2 separate regions of the Zea mays genome follow, and region 2 is linked to region 1. The links are chromatin contacts, called in public Hi-C maps. All regions are on one chromosome and are shown on one strand. Each heading gives the region's core, a stretch centred on a gene start, on an enhancer-like site or on the middle of the called end of the contact. The rest is flanking DNA. Distances are from core to core; before and after follow the strand shown.

The links. Hi-C and Micro-C count contacts between places; a contact is called where the count stands out from the background.
Region 2: a Hi-C map of ear shows a contact between it and region 1, with 1.6 times the contacts expected there. The contact joins the promoter of LOC100501220 here to the promoter of LOC100280926 in region 1. A contact is called at or near these places in 2 of 25 Hi-C or Micro-C datasets (ear and tassel).

The regions. Positions count from the first base shown.
Region 1 is chr9:10,771,606-10,776,713 of Zm-B73-REFERENCE-NAM-5.0, forward strand. It overlaps LOC100280926, which reads right to left and starts at 3,135. Exons shown (of 17, transcript NM_001153846.3): 1 at 2,788-3,135; 2 at 2,537-2,680; 3 at 1,811-1,833; 4 at 1,117-1,233; 5 at 799-918; 6 at 622-716; 7 at 455-548. The coding sequence starts at 2,929.
Region 2 is chr9:10,994,516-10,999,623 of Zm-B73-REFERENCE-NAM-5.0, forward strand. It overlaps LOC100501220, which reads right to left and starts at 1,938. Exons shown (of 11, transcript NM_001362590.1): 1 at 1,598-1,938; 2 at 1,016-1,059; 3 at 114-237. The coding sequence starts at 1,796. LOC100274827 (1-aminocyclopropane-1-carboxylate oxidase 1) reads left to right here and starts at 4,381. Exons shown (of 4, transcript NM_001149096.1): 1 at 4,381-5,108. The coding sequence starts at 4,960.

The DNA of each region.
Region 1 (5,108 bases), core at 1,885-4,384:
AAAATGGGGCTAGAATGTATACAAGAAACCTTACATGCACAACACAACCCAGATGGATGGATGGATGTCACCAAACATTTTAAAGATTAAACAGTGTGTGTCAAGCAGATAGTGTCACACTGATTTGGTAGTGCTAGGAAAGTGAGTAATCAAGAAAGTATAGCACTAACAATTTTAATATTTGTAACTCTGTAGGTTGTTATGGAATTCTATGTAAGGTTTTCAGGAGGGAAATCCTAAGTCATGATACAGTCAGCATTCAGCCAACCAAAAAAAGGAATGAACCTACAGTCCTACACACTCAAACAGTAGTAGCCCACCAAAAGCCAAACCATAAAATGCAAGCATGCATACCATACCATACCATACCAGAAAACAAAAAAATCACAACATCATCACAGAAGAGGAATTGTATGTTCTATTAGAATATAACAAGAGAATGATGAAGACAAACCTTCTGGCAGACAAGCTCTCCACATATATCCTTGACAATTAAATCAAGAACAAAGTTGTCCCCTTTCTGGCTTAATTGCAAGAATTCATCATAGCTAAAAGAATTGTAACAGGTTAGTATGGGGAAAACAGTAAACAAGTTGCATGATGCAGAAGGTTGGATATTACCTCTTACAGCCTGTTAAAAGTTTTGCTAAACCAAACATGGTACCACCACCAATGTGCGTCCCAGTTACCCTTTCAAACTTTCTGTTTCCAGTAACCTACATTATACTTAACAACATACGGTCACATGAGTTACATTGTAATGAACTTTCAAAAAGTACCCCAGTGAAGAAGTGCAACCTTCAGTATACTAACTCCTGAGCCAATATTGACAAGAAGGTAAGGAAACAAATTATTTGGGGAAACATCTACTGGATTCCTCAGTCCATTCATGTGTGTGAAGGCTGCGCCAGGAATACTCTGTAAGATGTAGCATCAGTTAAATGGAAAAAAACATGCCCTTCATCACAATAAATAAATAAATAAATTGTGATTTGCTGACTATCTAACATAGTGAATGAGAAAAGTAAAAAAAAGATTAATACTGATACAAGACATGCAAGGATATTTGTCAGTGAAATAGGGTGATATGACGAGCAGCCAAGGACCGACACTGACCTGCAACAAAAAGTTTGCTCCAGAAACGACACTATCCATTTCATCAAGCTTGTCAAGACAAACACCTAGTTTCTCCAGGAAATCGTCAGCAAATTTATATGCTCCACCACCTGTAGCCTGTGCATAATATCTATCATAAACTTTTCTCAATTCTTTGAAAAAAATAAAATGATGTACATGTCATCCAATAATCTTCTGTTCTGGATGAACAATGCTAGGGACACCAGAAGGAAGATTTGAAAACGGTAGTTTAATAACTAAAAGTAAAAATAAGATATCATACTTGGGAGCTAGGCAAAAGCTTTTTTTTGAAAGCTACAAAAACAGTTATACCCTGTTTCTTTTAACATACTAAACAAATATTTATGTAACTCTATACATAAAAACATTATTTATCTAACTTTGTAAGAGTTGTCAGTGACAAAGTGCCTGTGGAAAAAAATAATTGAACAATTATTTACCATCAAATATAAACAGGAGTACAAATATATTCACATCATGGTGGAATCATCAAAGTTTGTTGGAAATTTTTGGTGATACTTTGTTTGTGCAAGGATTAGTGGTAAACATGCCAGAATGACCTTGCAAAAAAATGTGATAACTGCTAAATGTGGACATGTACTCTTTGCATTGAATTAATTAATGTATTTGGTATCATTTTGGTTACAAATACATTAGCAAAAGAGTAAGTTACCTTCAGGGTCACGCCTTCTCCGCCTGGCCTCGTCCATGACATACAAAATTACAATTTAATCCGCAATAAAACAGTGCACCAATGACGTAAGAAAACAAGAAAGTTGAAATTTAACTTGCAGTAAAAAAAACAATATCATGTAGCTGAAAATTGCACAAACGAGATGAATTGTTGGTGCTACATACATGCACCTCGGTGCTCCTGGTTGACAAAGGAAATTACTGGATCTATTTATCCGAGTATCGGGAGTAGAGTAGTTGTCGATTTAGATTGCCTTTTTTTATAAGCAAACGAGAAAGTTAAAGTTTAATTTGCAGTAAATAACAATATCATGTAACTGAAAATTTGCACAGATGAAATGAAATGCCAGCGTCACAGGCACCTTGGCAGCCTTGGTTGACAAAGGAAATTGCTAAGCCTATGTAGATACGTTGAGTATCGGAGTAGAGTGGTTGTCAATTCAGATAGCCTTTTTTCCACCCCAAGGGGAACCTAAAGTAGATACGTTGAGAGCTGATCTTCTGCTACAATGGACATTTCTACATGCGGTAGGGAATATCCCAATTCCTGACGAATTAGTGACCGACATAGTGGCACCAAGCATCTCGCTTTCCTACCCATTTCTCCCCACCAACAAACAACGGAAGCACACAACTCTCTCAGTATATCGTGATGCGAAAACCAAACGAGCTAGAGGATGAGCGGCATAGGCAGAGACGTCCGTACCAGCATTGCTGGCGAGGAGCCCCTCCGCCCGGATGAAGTTGAAGCACTCCTGTAGGCGTCGCCTCTCGAACTTGGCGAAGCGCAGGTCCGTCCCGTCGGCCCCTCCGCCGCGGCTCGCCGTGTACACCAGCTTGATCAGAGTCCCTACCATACGAGCGCCAGGAACCCCCAACGCCGCTCCGTAAGAAGGCAGGCAGGCAGGCAGGCGCGCGGAATTGAAGTAGCGTCGCCGTAGGTAGGTATGTAGGTACCTCCGATGTCGAGGGCGAGGAGCGGGGACGCGGCGGGCTGGCGAGGGAGGAAGATGGGCGGGTTGCGATCCTCGAGGTCCCCGCGGATCTCGGCCCCCGAGAGGTCGACGACGCGGCCGCCGTGGCCCGTCGCCTCGGCCATGCTGCCGTGCCGTCACCAGATCGCTCGGCCTCGGGGCCTGGGCGCGCCGCGCTGACTGCGTCCTGCCCTCTGTTCGTACTTCGTCGCCGCCTCGGTTTGACCTACCTACTGGATCGCTGTGTTGCACCAGACTGCCGGCGTCGACTTCTCGCCGCTGGCTGTCTTGTCGATATGTCCACGCGGAATAGAAGCGGGGTTGGCTTGGTGTGTGGTGATCGGTTCACCGTCACCGGCTTGGAGACCAGAATAGAAGCGCAATAAAAACCGGGCACGGACAGCGCACGAGGCAGAGACAGAAGAGTCAGGATGATCGGGACGGCGCGCGATTTACGATTGGGATGGGACCGTAGGATCCGCTGGCGACGGGGCCTGCCGGCCTTGTTTTGGCCTCCCGCCGGTCGCCGGCGCGAACCGCTTGGTTGTGCTGGACGGGAAGACCCGCCCCCCACTGGGACCATTCTTAAAGGTCAGCTACTGCAGTGCTCCACTCCACGGTCAGACATCAAGCGTGCTATCCATGTTCGGATTAGGCTGGCGAGTCATTGCTTACGCAAACGATGGGTCACATCTCTGCAGGATTTTCTTCCCTATTTCTTTGAAGATTGAGCTTTTGCATCGCTATTCAACGCAAACGATGGATGCACGCCGGCAACACAATTAGCTAGCTAACCAATAACTATCTAACTATTAACTAATTTACTAAAAATAGTTAATAGTTAAACAATTAGCTAGAGTGTTGGGATGTTTCAACTAATTTTAGCCACTAACTATTTATTCTAGTACATTTAAATATTATCTTATTAAAAATAGTTAATAGTTAAATTATTAGCTAGGTTGTTTGGATGTTTTCAGCTAATTTTAATCACTAACTATTAGTTCTAGTACGTTCAAACAACCTCTAAATTGGAAATTGGAAATGAAGAATTCAATGAAGAAGACTAGAAGAGGGAGCAAGGAGCATATGCAGGCACGACGAAATCATGTGCCCTGCCACGGTCAGCATGGCCCGATGGCCGCGTGGGTCTACCATCAACAACTGGTAGGCTATGGCTAATCCGGTGCGGCTGTTTCTGCTTCGATCGTGTTCTGACCAACCAGTAAGACCCATTTAGAATGCACTAATGCAGGACTATGGGAACACAGAAACAGAGGAAAAAAACATAGGAATTAATGTAGGAATTAATGTATATCTCTACTACTACTTAAGAACGTAGTGTAGGCGTCCACAACAGGATGACGCACGGTTCTGCCCATCCCGGACGCGCTCATACCCTACCCCGTCTGTCGCGCCGCATCTCTGTGCCAAGAATCGCGGCCTCTCGCCCCAGCCCCGTCTCTCCCTACGCTCCCCTAGATCTCGCGTCGCGCGTCCGGCGTCCCCAACACGCTCGCCGCGATGAGATCCTGGATCCCCCGCGACATCCTCCTCCACCACGCCATGGCCGCCCCCGACGTCCTCCGCGCCGCGCCCGCCCCGACTCGCGATGCGCAAGCCCGCCTCCACCGACGCCGCCACGCTCTCCTCGCACCCACTGACCCTACGTCGTCTGGCCCGCCTGCTCGCGCTCCTTGCTCGTCCTCCTCGGCCTTGCGGATCTCTGCTCCCAATCTCACGTCGCGGCCTCCACATTTCACGTAGTCTATCTCTGCTCCCTGCGGCATGTTCTGTGGATCTCGTTCGCGAGGTTGGGGCGATGATGGCGGCGGGGGGGGCAGCCTACGATTTCTGCGCGCCTCGGTTCTACGCGCCTGCCCCTAATCCCGCGCCTCCGCTATGCTCCCTGCGCCGTGTTCTGCGGATTTCCGTTGATGGAAGGCTCGCTGTGCCCATACATTCTTTAACCTTATGTTTCTTGTTGGTGTAGGCTGATGCTGACCAGCAGCCCTGGATGCCACAACTGTTGTTTGTTGCTTGCCTAACCATTGCAGCCAAGATGGAGGAGACCGTGGTTCTTCGCCGTCTGGACATCCATCAGAATCAGGTGGATAAAATGGATATATAGTACAGTTTCACGTTTGAGTTCCCCAAATCTTTATCTCTATTATATATATGTGTCACAGGTTCCCAGCGAGAAGTACAGTTTCGATTTAGATGCTATTCAGAGGATGGAGATTTACGTTCTAGACTCTCTGAATTGGAGGATGCAAGTTGTGACGCCATTCTCTTACATCAACTATT
Region 2 (5,108 bases), core at 688-3,187, 220 kb after region 1:
GCTGGAGACAAACAATGTTGCCATGGAAAACAGGAAGCTATATATTTCATCATTGTCTAGAAGCATATCTACATAAGATCAGAATTACAGATGGTGGCCCTCAATTATGTTACCTGACATCTGACCCTGCTTGGGAGTTCTTTGATCATTTTCCATCTTTTGTGTATGTGGCTTCATCCATTGTGAGTTTTGCTCAACTTGTGCAGTGCTATCAGCAAAGCTCTTCTGGCCAGCACTCTAACAATGCAATAGTTTTTTCAGTGCAACGAAATAAAAGAATAGCAATGTATGATTTTCAGCATTACAGAAGCTTCATAACATGCATTACACACTTCAACAAAGAACCAATAAACCTAACATGTTTCCTCAATTGATAGAGAATTAATTTCGTTTCTTCACACCCAATTCCAGAAGCTCGCACACAAGGTAGGGTCAGGGGATGACAAGGAAAAAAGTGAGACATAGGAACACATAAGAGCAAATAAAGTGTTGTGGAATGCATGTCTTGTGCAGAAGCAGTGTGTGTGTCTACTCCTACTCCCTCAGTTCCAAATTGTAAGTTGTTTTAGCTTTTATTTCGTTTCTTCACACCCAATGCCAGAAGCTCGCACACAAGGTAGGGTCAGGGGATGACAAGGAAAAAAGTGAGAGGAACACATAAGAGCAAATAAAATGTTGTGGAATGCATGTCTTGTGCAGAAGCAGTGTGCGTGTCTACTCCTACTCCCTCAGTTCCAAATTGTAAGTTGTTTTAGCTTTGTCCTGAGTCAAACTTGCATCTAGTATTTGGAATTTGGAGGCCAGGTTTTCTTTTGCTAGCCTATTGAGTGACTATACGCAATTTAAGGACATAGAACTCCAAACGTTCCTTTTTGCTTTAGATTGTTTCAGAACATCACAAAAAGCTTAACATTGCAAGAAGAATATGTATAAGTATGCTATAAATAAAAAGAAACAACTCTAGATTTAATCATTCATCGTTCACTGAAAATGTACCCAAACAGAAAATGTATACCTCCTTCTTCTTGTCCCTTTTTCTTTTTACTTCATGAAATGGATCTGCAAGTACAAAAGGTACAAACAATGACGAATTACAATCACAAAGAAAACATGAGAAGATTTACTAGTAAGGCAATATATATTGCAAACAATGGCATCAAGCTGATCATAAAGAGATAGTTAGAACCCACGTGCTGCAAGCAATAGTAAGCACTGCCTTTTACAAATTTACAACATAGAATAGAACACGAAAATACAAGTAGCCCGGACAAATGTTAACAATTTGACCCTGCAAGAATATCATTGATATATATGGACATCATTGGCTAATCAAAATCACGAACCTCGTGATAGTATCATTAATCAATATCGATAATAACCATTAAACGGTGACCCACCCTAGCAGAGCCACCCCAAATATCCATAGCTCGAAAACCCTAGACCCGACGCGGCGATCCCCTGCGCCGGCACGGGTGCAGCAGCAGAGCCGACCCAATGCGCTAGGCGAGAGCCCACAAAACCCTAGCTCCCAGAACGGTACGAGATCGACCGAGTCGAGGCGACCCAGATCGGGAGAATAGGGAAGATGCAAGGGGACCTTGGTTGAGCAGCTTCTGCGCCGTCTCGTTGGGGTCCATGTTGGATTCGCGGAGGGTGTCCAAGATGTCGGCGTCGGAGTGGCCGACGACGACCTCCTTGATCGATTGGATGGTCGACTGTATCGCCGTGGTGGTTGTGGGAGAGCGCGCCGCCCCCGCCCTGTCGGAGCCGCGTGCCCCGCCGCCGCCGCCAGCCATGCCCGCCGCGAGAGGGGAGATCGCCCAAACGCGCGCTAGGACGGGGGAGCGGGTGGTGGTGGAGGCGCTCGCGATCGCCGCCGGAATCGCATCAAACGACACGAGGCCCTGGGTTTCGGGGGAGAGTGGGTCTGGGTTTTGGTTTGGTCGGAGTGGTTGGGGGCGGCCGGGCTCGGTGGGTGCGTGGTTTTCCAAGGGAAGGGGAAAATTGAGCTTGCTCTTTGAGTCAGGTGTCACACTCGTGAGCTTTGGGCGCGTTAACGTCTAGGTTGGCTAACGTCTAGGTTTGGGCGCGTTAATTGTCATCCTGGTCGAACCTGGTGCCTGGTTAACGTCTAGGTTGGTTATCTCAACTGTTCCATAGAGATGCTAAGCTTAAATTCTACTCCCTCCGTTTCTTTTTATTAGTCGCTGGATAGTGCAATTTTGTACTATCCAGCGACTAATAAAAAGAAACGGAGGGAGTATTAAAGTTTATTATATTTTGATGTAATCATGTTGTAAATAGTATATAATTTTACCATATCGTGTATTAAGTTGTAGTCGCCTTTAAACAAATTATAATAATTTATAATAGACAATAAATACATATTAATCCATCATTGAGAAAGACTAATGGTTGTACCAATAGAGCCTCACTATAGAGAAACGCTCATTTTTTTGTTTATCTTGGGAGCTAGGCCTAGAGATAATTTTTGCATCTGCAGAGGCTGGCCACGCAACCAAACACGTGGAGATTGCATTCGGTGAACATGGTCAATGGCATATGCAGGCAACCAATACATTCATAATAGATTGAGAATTATATCCCCGTCAGTGGTGACCCCACCAATCGCCAATGCTTATGGAATCAAGCACCATGTCATATCTGGTTGTAGCAGGTGCAGGTCCTCGCCTCATTTTAGTGTCCGCGTCCGGCGATGGCTCTGGTTCTTTGCGCTTCCATAAGCCCCCCCACTCCTATTAGGCGCTTGCACTCACCGTCTGTGGTGGCTCACCGCTCTGCCCCTTCGTGCTTCCATAGACGGTTATGACCTCTTCAGTACTCTATCTAGATCTAGCTGCAGCAGGTGTCCTCCTCAATAGTCAATCGAGTTCACTCTGTTGTTTACGCGCCATGAAGCATCTTCTAAAGACACCGCTCCAACCACCCTATTTTACCTTATGATATCCAGTTCGTGTATCAAACCATGTCTATTACAACCGTCTTGACCACGATTTAAGATGGTAACCATTAGCGCCATGCCACAAACTCATGAATTAGTGCATGAGCTTCACCTACCTCACACCTTCAAAAGTAGCAGCTCAACTTTGTGTTGCTTGGTTCCTAACTCGCACACATGAAAGGCACATCGTTTCTTTCATTTTTTCCCGTTGTTTGGCTATCCTCGATCTCTGTTGTCACCTCACCCATCCTCGGTTTGTGTCTGGCATTCCTTGTCCTTGCTCCAAGGATGAAGCATCAAAAAGGAGAAGGTGTCGTCGTTGTACGCTAGATGCTCAGATCATCTTCGTCGGTGACGAGCACCCAACATGTATCGACTGATTAAGTGTACAACACACCAACATGGACAAGTTAGTTTGATATTAGTATGAGTATAGGTTCACTTGAAGGCAATTTGAAAGTTCTAAGTCCTAAAAAGCTAAAATGGAGGATAGAAAGTGTAACTTTGGGTAAAAGGGTAAAACAATGAGGTTTGAGTACTTAGATAAGTTTCATATGCCTAATACTATGTTTCTAGCACTTTTGTTTCATCTTAAACCCAATTCTGTGAGAAAAGCGCTTCTAGGACGTAATTTGAGCCAAAATGCAAATCCTGGTAAACTTTGGTGAAAAGGTGAGTTCCTCACACTTAGTCAATTTGATTATGTACTAACTATATTTGTCTAGTCGTAGGAAAGCTCAAAATAAAGTCCAAGTAAAATGGAATAAGATTTGGTAGAAAGGACTTATCTACTCAGGTCTAGTAGGAATAAAAACGGTCGGGATAAATTTCATTCTGTTTCGCATCGTTTTCTATATTTAACTCGATCGAAATCGTATTTTTTCGTACAAATTCAGAAATGGTACGAAAAATGGGATACTAAATTCGGAATCGGTACGAAACAGTTTGGGTGCATCCTGACCATTTTCGTTTATCCCGTATTTATGAGGGGTTATCTCGTTTTTGGCAACAAACCATTAACCAGCAAAGCACTATGTGAGCTCTTTTGGCCAGCCCAAATGACCATGCGTCCGTCTACAGGCCAGCCACGCACTCGCATTGAACATGTCAACACAAGCATCCAAGGCTCCAAGCTAGTAGTTTACAGCATGCTAGGCTCCTCACGCGATTCACACAGCCACAGAAGCACGCTAGCCCTAGAGATGCTATGAATTTTTACTAAGTTGTTGCCTATAAGTTTTTTTAAAAAAATGTTGTCATTATGGTATCTTGACTGTAATGTACTCATCTATTACTACTCTATAAGACGAAATTGTAGGCGTTCACAAGTGCACCGTGTTCTGCCCGTCCTCCCCTCGCGCAATCGCAGGAATCCCCGCCATCATCGCCTCTCGCGCACCTTCCTTCGACAACCTTCCATAGGAATCATCCATCGCGTCTGTGCTCCCCCTCGCGCAATCCTACCGCACTCGCCTCCCGAAATCGGCCGCCACGGCGCCTCACGCCATGGCTCCTGCCCAGCAGCTGCAGCTCCCTCCGCCTCCGGTGGTCTGGCACGCCGCCTCCTCGCCCAGATCCGTCCGTGGTCCGCCCCTCCGGCCTCGCCCAGCTCCAAAGCTCCCTCCTGCTCGCGGGCACGCGATCTCGCCCTGGGGGCCATGCCCTAGGCCGTCGTCTCGGCTCGCGTCCACCTCGTCCAGCGTCACAAGTGGCGCCGCCGCCGGTGTCGGCTACTTCGATCTCCCGCCCGCCGTCGACTCGTCCAGCAGTACCTACGCTCTGAATCCGATCCCCTCGCCGGTGGCGACGGCGTCGGCTGACCCATCCCCAAACTCGGCGCGGGAGCCCAAGCGGAAGCGAACTGGCCCGTGCGTCCCCCGCATCAACTCGAACCGAAGGGACGACCAAGCGGAGTCTAGACTCAAGAGCAACCGCGACCTCCCGGATCTCTCTCCCACCCACGCCTCGTCACCGTCGTCTTCTGCTGCACTGCAGCGATGGCCTCCCCCGACCTGCTCTTCAATCTGCGGAACCTCTTCTACCTGGGCGCCTACCAGGCAGCCATTAACAACATCGACATCCTGGGCCTCGACGCCGCCGCCGCCGCTGAGCGCGACGCCATCGTCTTCCGCTCCTACATCGCCCT